3 separate regions of the Mus musculus genome follow, and regions 1 and 2 are each linked to region 3. Evidence: chromatin contacts called from public HiChIP or PLAC-seq and promoter capture Hi-C data. All regions are on one chromosome and are shown on one strand. The core of a region is the stretch at or near the end of the contact, and the rest is flanking DNA. Distances in the headings are between cores, read along the strand shown. Region 1 holds the start of Myb (myeloblastosis oncogene). Region 2 holds the start of Arfgef3 (ARFGEF family member 3). Region 3 holds the start of Map3k5 (mitogen-activated protein kinase kinase kinase 5).

Region 1 (2,903 bases), core at 234-2,733, 1.2 Mb before region 3:
ATTTAATAAAATTATGACTCATTTCAGTAAGAACATGCTTTTTTAGTAAGAAAAAAAAAGCTTTCTGAGCTATGTTTGAACCCCTAAAGCACTTGGGACACTCACACACCCAGTCAGCACAAGTCTTGAACTCCTAAAAGATTAAAGGCAAAATAAATTGGTGTGTATTGAGAATGAAAAGAAAAATCCCCAAGGGTACTGATTTATAAACAGAAGTAACACTGAAAGTCCCCTGAAATCCCCCAATCACCAATCCTTATAAATTCAGCACTTTGCACATCGCTCCTTTGGGAACCTGTAGTTAAAGTTACAGGGATACCTTCGCTGACTTGTGGCTGGTAAACTCTTCAAATTACACCCAACAGGGTCCTTACTGTTTAGCTCAATGGTTCTCAGCCTTCCTTTAAAGGGTCTCAGCTGCGACCCTTTAATACAAGTTTCTCATGTGGTGGCCCCAAACATAAAATTATTTTCATCAGTATTTTATAACTGTAATCTTGCTACTTATGAATCATAATGTAGAGATCAGATATATATCAAACGTACAAGATAACAGTCGAGCAATCCCAAGTGGGTCGGGACCCACAGGTTGAGAACCAGTGGTATGGGTTTGGTTTAAAAAAAAAATGAATCAGGAGTGCACAAGTTCCTGAGAACTGCTAGGGGTTGTTTGTTTGGGATCCAGTAGGTTTGTCCAGCAAGTGTTTGACGCAGGACCCAGGACCCGAGCGCACTCTGCAGAGGCAGAAGTGCGTGGTAGGCACCTCCTAGGGTGGGTGGGCCCGGCGTGTGTCTAAGTGAGGGAGGAAGGGCTTATGACAAAAAGCCGGTGGTGTGTGGGCTGCAGGATCTGGGAGGAGATTGAAAAATGAGCCCGGGGCTCGATCTGTCAAAGGCTGTAGCCACAGGGCTGACTGTATTTAAGTATCCTTTGTCGCTTACCAGTGAATTAAAGATGTCCCTTTAAAATTAAAACATGAAAAACTGGACCTAGTCAAAAATCGTTGGGGGTTGGGGAAGTACGCTCACTCTATTCAACCGATCATCCCTCACACTCTCTGCTCCCGGGTGTGTTGAAGTCGGGGCGCAGTTGAAACCCTGAAGGCAGAAGTGTGTCACCCAACCCCATCGAGGTGCCCTTGAATGGAAGCGCTGCTGATTCGGGCTCGGGAGCCCCGGAGCCTACGGAGAGGAGCGACCGCGTAGCCCCGAAAGCGGTAACAGCGGGACCCGGTGTGAGCCGGCGCCACCCGGCCACGGAGCGGGGTTTGCGCAGGAAAAGGCGCCACCGCGGCCCCGGCCGCCCCTCCCCAGCCCGGGCTCCCCGCCCGCCCGCCGTCCCGGCCGCGCTGCGCGCCAGGAGCAGCTCCGCGGCGCGAGAGGCGAATGGGAGCGGCGGCCAGGCGGGCTGCAGCTCGGGCGACCGCGGAGGCGGCGGGCAGGGCGCGTGCGCACTGCAGGGGCGCCAGATTTGGCGGGAGGGGGAGTGTCCAAACCTCTTTGTTTGATGGCATCTGTTTACAGAGTTACACTTTAATATCAACCTGTTTCCTCCTCCTCCTTCTCCTCCTTCTCCTCCTCCTCCTCGGTGACCTCCTTCTCCTCCCCTTTCTCCGGAGAAACTTCGCCCCGGCGGTGCGGAGCGCCGCTGCGCAGCCGGGGGAGGACGCAGGCAAGGCGGAGGGCAGCGGGAGGCGGCAACCGGTGCGGTCCCCGGGGCTCTTGGCGGAGCCCCGGCCCGCCTCGCCATGGCCCGGAGACCCCGACACAGGTAATGGGGAGGCTGAGAGGGCGGCCTCGGGCTAGGGCGCGCGGGGATCCAGGCATCCCGGAGCAGGTGGGAATGCCTTCCCTGTTGGTTTGCGGGGCTGTCAGCCAGTGGCAGAAGACACTCGGGAGAAGGATGAATGGAAAACTCTGCGAGAAGCGCACGGGTATAGTGGGAAGCATGCCCTGAGGCTCTTTTTTATTTTATTTCCCTTTTTCTTTCTTTTTTCTTTTTCTTTTTGCAAGTTGCTCGGGGATTCGTTTCTCTTTGGGGGGTGGGGTGGGGGGGGGGCTCGGCACTCTTCAGCCGAGGACTGAACGGTTCCATCAGACCCGAGGAGCCCACCAGGTGTTTGGCTTGATGCCCCGAGTGTCGGCGAGGGAGTCGCAGCCTAATTGCTGCATGCATTGAGGTGTGTTTGCACTTGAAGAGCATATGGCAGATATAGGGAAAGGCCGGGTTGTTTAGTAGCTGCAGGTAGTTCATTTAAATTTCATTCATTCATTATGGAGGCGAGAGAGGTGTCAGCTGACAGGCAGGCAGCTGCAAAGATTTTAGGGGGACAAAATGGGTTTGCAGATTGTTTTAAACCCAGCCGTTTGAAGATTCTTGTACTTGTTATGGAAGAAGCTTTTGCAAACACTGCACGCGCCCGCGTCGCACATGTCACCGCACCGGCCGAGATGATGCGTGCACTCTCTTTCCATTTTGGCCCCACCTTCGGGAAGAGGGATCCTCTCGGAACTGTCAGTTGCTGGCGCTCAAGTCCGGCCCGACTCGGGGTTTCCCGAGGACACGCCGGGGCTCCCAGAGAGCAACAGATGCGGGGCTTAGCTCGGTGGCGGTCGCCACTCGGCGCAAAGTGCTGGAGGCAGGCGGCACCCAAGGCAGCTGCAGTGCACCCCGGGCGATGTCGCCGCTCTTCTCCTGGGCCGCGCACACGTGGAAGCAGCTGAGGTCGCCGCTGCTCCCAGCACTCTGCTCCAGCTGCTTTTGGTGGCCCGCCTCTGGCAAAGCCACCGACCGACCGACCCTAAGGAAGATTCGGGGGGGGGGGGGGGAGTCCGCGGAGACACAGTCTATCCGCGCCCGCCTTTCCACTCGTGGTTTGATTTTCGCTAAACAATCTGTTCTC
Region 2 (3,096 bases), core at 57-2,556, 1.2 Mb after region 3:
CTGAATTTGTGCTGGGTGTGGTGGCACACGTCTTGAAACCCTGCACTCAGGAAGCAGAGCAGAGGTCTCTGTAAATCCAGTCAGCCTGGTCTACAGAGCAAGTTCCAAGACAGCCAGAGCTACTAAATGAGATGCTGGTTTTGGGGGGAAAAATTAAAATACAAAGAACAAAAATTCGCTTCTAAGTCCACCCTCACTACCTGTCACAGCTCTCAGAACAAGGTCATTGCTTTCCAGTCAGGACTCTTGCCTGTAACAGCTGGCAAAGGAAGCACCAGAAGTCACTCAAATAGCAGAGGCTTACTCACTCCCCCCTCCTAGTTTAGTCCCCCTGGCTTCCCTGCCTATCAAAAGCTAACATCAACTGTCTGTGCCAGTGTGTCTCTTCAGAGGGAAACAACCAGTACACGAGGTAAAGGAAGGAAGGGAAGAGATTCTTTTATTATTATTATTATTATTACTATTATTACTTTGACAGTCTCGTGTCCCTCAAGCCCATCTCACACTGACTGTATAGGCAAGGATGACCTTGAACTTCTAACTTTCCTATCTTCACCTGCTGGTACTGAAGGTTTTAAAAAACATCTTTGGATTTGGGCTGTGTGGAATACATTCTTGTTGGCTGGGAAGTAGCTGAGGTCTAATTTCCTTGTGTATATACTGGGCCATTAATTTCTAACATACAGGGCAGTCCCACAGGTTGACTACTGGTCTATTTATAGATTTTAAGTTGTCAGTTAAATCTATTGATTTTTTTTTCTTTTTTCAATTTCTGCCTTAGCTGGTTTGGTAGAAATCTCAATGTACTAAGGGAAGCGTATTCATTTTAATCTTCTAAATCTTTTCTGGTTTAATTTTCACATCGAATTCTCTAATTATTAGAGAGAACTGTATTAGAGTCTAATGTATGCGTGTAATACATTGTAAGCTCCCAGCAGGCAGGCATATGACGTAGTTCTCGCTGGATGGCTCCAACCTTACACAGGGAGGGGACCAGCTGTTTACTATTTACTATTTATTACTATCTACCCCCTAGTGTAGCAGGTCTCAGAGATGCCTGATGCGCCGGCCCAGCAGGTGATTGGCACAAGCGACCAGGCCCCTCCCTGCCTTCCGCCCGTGGATCTCGGTGATTTCCCTAGGGCAGAGACTGGCCGGCAGCCAGCCACAGATCCCCACCTTTGGATGAAGCTTGGTACCCCAGGTCCTCTTGGACGTTAGGTAGACGGCCGGGGCCTCCCGGGTTCCCCTGCTGGTGAGCGCACCTGACCCGGCGGGCGTGGCAACAGGCGTGGCGGCGGGGCTGACGTGGCCTGTGGCGCGGAGCGGGTGTGATTCATCAGCGGCCGCCGAGAGCCATGGGGACGAGTGCCGAGGCCTCCTAGGCGCGTCCCCTGCGCGATCTCGGGGTCGGTGGCCTGGCTCTAGGAAGGCCAAGATGGAAGAGATCCTGAGGAAGCTGCAGAGAGATGCGTCCGGGAGCAAATACAAAGCCATCAAAGAGAGCTGCACCTGGGCCCTGGGTAAGTGAGGGCGATGCGCGGGAGCCGAGGGGCTGCGCAGGGACACCTGCTCCCGGATCACAGGCTCCTCGGGCCCCTGGGCAGGAGGGACTGCCACCGACTATGGGTTATGAATGTTGCCTCGGATACTTAATGCGGGGTATGAAAATCTTGGCTCAGCGTGGGCATCCAGCTGTCTCCATCTGGTTCCCTTACCGCTTCCCAAACCTCTATGGGAACCGTTGCCTTTGCTGTGAGGTAACCTCATTCCTGGTCCCTAGAGCCCATAGACAAGGGTTCCTCTCCCCCCCCCCCCCCCAATAGCCAAGTTAGGACCTCCAGCTTGTATGAAATCAGGGCCCTGGTTTCCAGGGGTATGGAAGAAAAAAGGAAGTTAATTAAAGCAACAGCCCTCTTCTCAAACACTGGTGAGTGGAACCAGGAAGGAAGGCTTGTTTAATTTGATTTTGCTGATAGAAGCCACCTTGCTAAATATTCGCTTTTATGGCTATTGTGCATGGAACATAACAGACTGAAGGAATTGTGTTTCTCTTGCAGTTCGGTTATTGACTTGCCCTCAGACAGGTGGGCTTTTAGTTGTGTGAGCTGTGCTAAAATTGAGATAAGTTCCTGGTAGCAAATGAGCATTTCCCATCCTGTAGGCTGCAGTTCTCAAAATCGGAAAACAAACGGAATGACATGTCAATTAGGCAAGACCAAGGCGCTGAGAATGGGGGGTGGGGGGGGTGGGGGGGGTGGAGTGAACTGTACTATATAGACAGCCCACTAAGCCCCTTGCTTTACCAGAGCCTGCGTGATATGCCTCTGTAACCAGCTAATTAAAAACAACAACAACAACAAAAACCCAGGAACCCCTTCCCTTGAAATAAAAACCAATCGGTGATTGTCATGATTCTGTGCTGTGTGCAACCTGGAAAATAAGGCACAGAAATGCCGTTAGCCGTAGGTCCAACTAAAGACAGAATTCTCATAGTGTTTTAGGTCATGCTGTTCTGACAGAAGGTCCTAATTCACATGTTTGTGCACACATGTGTGTCTGTGTCTCTGTGTGTAGACAATTGTAGCAGCACCATCCTTTGTTTAATCTCTGCATAGCCCTAAATTGTCTCAATTATTGCCCAGGGAGTTTATCTTGTAGGTAGAACTAGTGTTTGGCCATTTTAGTGTAATGTTAAATGCAAATGGACTAGCTGTCTGAGAAGCAGCAAGGCTCTTAAAGCCGCAGTAAGATTTCAGTGTGGCCATTACCGTTTACTGTTCAGCAGTGATTCGAAGCTGGATTCCCAAATGCCTCTCTAATGAAGGGTCACAGATGGCTGGCTAACATAATAAAGCAGGACCTGACTGGGCATGAAATACACCATTCCTAGTATTCCTTATTAGTTTGCTGTAAACGAAACGGATTGAGATAAACGCAGAGGTGTAGAGTAACCCAGTGTTTTTAATAAGTTGGGCATTCGATATTCAACATCTTGTGTTTAAACCACGGCTGTTGAACTTAGGCCCTTGAAGCTACTGGGGAAGAAGCCCGGAGCCGAGGACAAGTAGATTTTCTGGGTCAAGTTCAGAATTC
Region 3 (2,953 bases), core at 253-2,752:
CTTGATCCCATTGGATTTCAGTAGCACACAACCATTCCTAACATTTGCTGACAGACGGCTGGCTAATTGCTTTAGTCATCAGAACTCTCTTAACAGTTTTTGAAATCTGAAATGGACTAAAAGGGAGACATTCCGGTGGATTACATTAACAATCACTTTAATAGTCAACCGAATCTGTCATTAAAATTGCATGGGAACTCTTTAAACCATGCCAAATTATAAACTCTTCCACTCACCACAGTATCTGAGGTAATTTTTTAAAAAAACAAACAAACAAACAAAAAACAAAACAAAAAAAACTGGTTCTTTGGGCAAGATTCTAACAAAGATCACACACATTTGGTGTGTTTCACGGTGCTTTTACTCCAACATATAGTTATTTGACCGTTCAAAGTAGTAAGAGAATGGGAAATTGAAGCCACCAAAACTCGAAGGTGAAATGAGTTGGGGAAGGTCAGGCCGCGCTTTGAAAACTCAAACGAAACTCTGCACACAGCTGGCTGCTTAGCATAAGGGCATTTCTGTACTCCCAAGACTGCACAGAGAACAGAACATCACTTCAGTGGGCCACAGGTGTGTGTTTGCAAAAGCAAAACCTACCCACCTCCTAACTGAAGAGAAGTGATTGAAGCAATTATTCGCAATGGTGGGAGGAAGTGTTTTTCCGAGCCTTGTACTTGGACCCAGGGTCTTCGCTGCCGGATAATGAATAAATCAGCGGAGGATCTCCCGCACAAATACAGTCACTTGCACCAGCACACCCTCAACTAGGAGCGGCCGGCCTGAATAGTCCTGCAACCACTCTTGCCGCTCTCAAGGTGAGGCGTGATGTAAATAGGAAGCTTGCTTCCCGCCCACGAAAAACAAAACAAAACAAAAATCCCCCCCCCCCCCCAACCAAGACAGCCAGGAGAAACCGGCTGGGCAAAGCAACGAGCCGAGCTGCCACTCACCTGCGTTGTAAAAACGGTCCAGCACGGCGGTTTCCCCGAAGTCCAGCTTCCCGAAATGCAGGGTCTCCAGGGTGGCGCCCACCGCCTCGCACGCCTCCCGCAGGCTCTGCAGGGCCTCGCTCTCCGCCACCACCAGCTGCCCCTGGCTCGCCTCATTGATCACATAAGCCACGGTGGTACGCCGGCCGCCCCCGCTGCCAGAGTTGCCCCGGCCTCGGGTGGCGCTGCTCCCGGGGGCGGTGGTAGGGCAGCTGGTGCCGGGAGCCGCCGCGCTCTCCACGTTCCAGAAACTGCCCGGCGGTGGCGGCGGCGGCGGCACAAGCAAGGGCTGCAGGCTCGGCTCTCCCTCCGCCGCCGTCGCCGCTCCTCCTCCCCTCCGGCAGCTGCCGCCCTCCGGGATGGTGCAAAAGCCCACGGACGCAAAGGGCGGCACGGAGAAAGTGATGCCCTCGCCGGCTTCGGTGCCCATCTCTGCCTGCCGGGCTGCCACGGCGGCGACCCCGGAGTCCCCAGCCCAGACGCACCGTCTGGCTAGCCACAGCTCCGGGCTGCTCCGCGCGCGCCGGGCTAGGCAGCTGCCATCGCGCGCCGCGCCTTCACCGCCCCGCCGCCGCCTCCGCTCGGGCGCCCTGTCCCCCGGGGCCACGCCGCTGCCCGGCGGCGGCTCGCCCCTCCTCGGCGCCTCCGTGGCCACGCCGCTCGCCCGCTGCAGGGTGGAGAGTCCACGGGGTGGGGACGCCGGCCGCGGCGAGCGGGAAGGGACAGAGCTTCCTCCTCTTGGCGGGCGGACGAGTCGGCGGCCAACCTGCGCAGCCCGGCTCAAGGGCGCCGCGCTCGGGGAGCCGCGAGCTGTCGCCTGCCGAGCGCGGGCCGGGCGAGGGCGCCCTCTGGGTGCCGGCGCTACCTGGAGAACACCTTACGCGCGGTGGGCGGGCTACCCCGAGCCGCGTCCCGGAACCTCCGTGGCCGCTCCCGAAAGGATCCGCCTCTCTGCTCCGCAACAGCTCCCTTGCACCGACTCCGTCTCCTCCACCACCACCTCCTCCTTCCTTCCTTCCCTTCCTCTTTCACCGGTTCGCCGCGCCCTCCGAGTCCCAGCGACCGTCTCGCAGCCGCCCGTCCTCTCGGCTACCCGCCTGTGGCCGCCCACTCGTTGCAGCACAGAGAGCCAGGGCCCGCCCCTGAGGAGGGCGCTGCTGGGAAGCTGCAGCCTGGACCGAACCCACTGCTCCGGGACCTCAGAGAACTGGGAAAGAGGGCTGAAACCCTGTGCGCGCCTCGCTGCGGGACGGCGCAAAAGAAGAGTCTCTAACCCGCACTGTCCCGGTCAGCCCGCCAGGCGTTTGCAGCGCTGGGCGCAGCCACCGCGCCTCGCTCGTTCTGGTCCGCTCGTGGGCAGCGCGTGGCGCTGGATGCACCGTGGCAACACGCGTGCCGAGAGGCGGGAGGATCCAACAAGCGCCCTACAGCCCAGGCCTCAAATGGAAAGTGGTTTATAAGTGACAGGGGCGCTAAATTTAGAAGTGGTCGGCTAAATTTATCGTGGCAGCCGCTGGTACTTTTCATTGTAAAATTTCCAGTTGCTTACGCTGTTATCGTTAATGAGTAATTGATTGGCTCCATTGCCGAATGACTTAATACTCTCATATATCATCTTAAAGTCACCCCTTCCTCAAAATGCCAGATACCTAAGATAGAAAATGCATGGGAAAATTATCATTCAGAGTTGAAAGAGAGAAGTTAACTTATTTCATTTTTTAAAACTGAACCATACACAAATGAAAAGGCTTGATTGCTTTAGTGTGATCAAAAAGCTCCCGCTTATTTTGGGAAGCAAAACCAGATGTGTAAATTCCCAGAGAACTCTCCCAGAATGCTGTAGGTCATGTCAGGAAAGCCAAGGCAAGCTGCAATACGTAAAGGATTTGGATTTCCTAACTTGAGGTTAGTAAGCCAAAATGTAAGAGGCAAAATGTAAATTGGATGTCAAACTCCCCAAA

The links. Promoter capture Hi-C pulls out the DNA fragments that hold promoters and counts their contacts. HiChIP or PLAC-seq counts read pairs in DNA pulled down with a chosen protein or histone mark.
Region 1: an H3K4me3 HiChIP or PLAC-seq map of the 230-238 cell line shows a contact between it and region 3, with 4 times the contacts expected there. The contact joins the promoter of Myb here to the promoter of Map3k5 in region 3. A contact is called at or near these places in 3 of 39 promoter capture datasets (cranial neural crest, neutrophils and pre-B cells) and 1 of 115 datasets of contacts at active chromatin or transcription factors (the 230-238 cell line).
Region 2: a promoter capture Hi-C map of hippocampal neurons shows a contact between it and region 3, with 3 times the contacts expected there. The contact joins the promoter of Arfgef3 here to the promoter of Map3k5 in region 3. A contact is called at or near these places in 2 of 39 promoter capture datasets (the SN4741 cell line and hippocampal neurons).

The regions. Positions count from the first base shown.
Region 1 is chr10:21,159,564-21,162,466 of GRCm38.p6, reverse strand. It overlaps Myb (myeloblastosis oncogene), which reads left to right and starts at 1,483. Exons shown (of 16, transcript NM_001198914.1): 1 at 1,483-1,771. The coding sequence starts at 1,749.
Region 2 is chr10:18,741,968-18,745,063 of GRCm38.p6, reverse strand. It overlaps Arfgef3 (ARFGEF family member 3), which reads left to right and starts at 1,306. Exons shown (of 34, transcript NM_001033258.4): 1 at 1,306-1,523. The coding sequence starts at 1,439. Gm32926 (predicted gene, 32926) reads right to left here and starts at 1,593. Exons shown (of 5, transcript NR_152783.1): 1 at 1,180-1,593.
Region 3 is chr10:19,933,075-19,936,027 of GRCm38.p6, reverse strand. Map3k5 (mitogen-activated protein kinase kinase kinase 5) reads right to left here and starts at 1,502. Exons shown (of 30, transcript NM_008580.4): 1 at 954-1,502. The coding sequence starts at 1,422.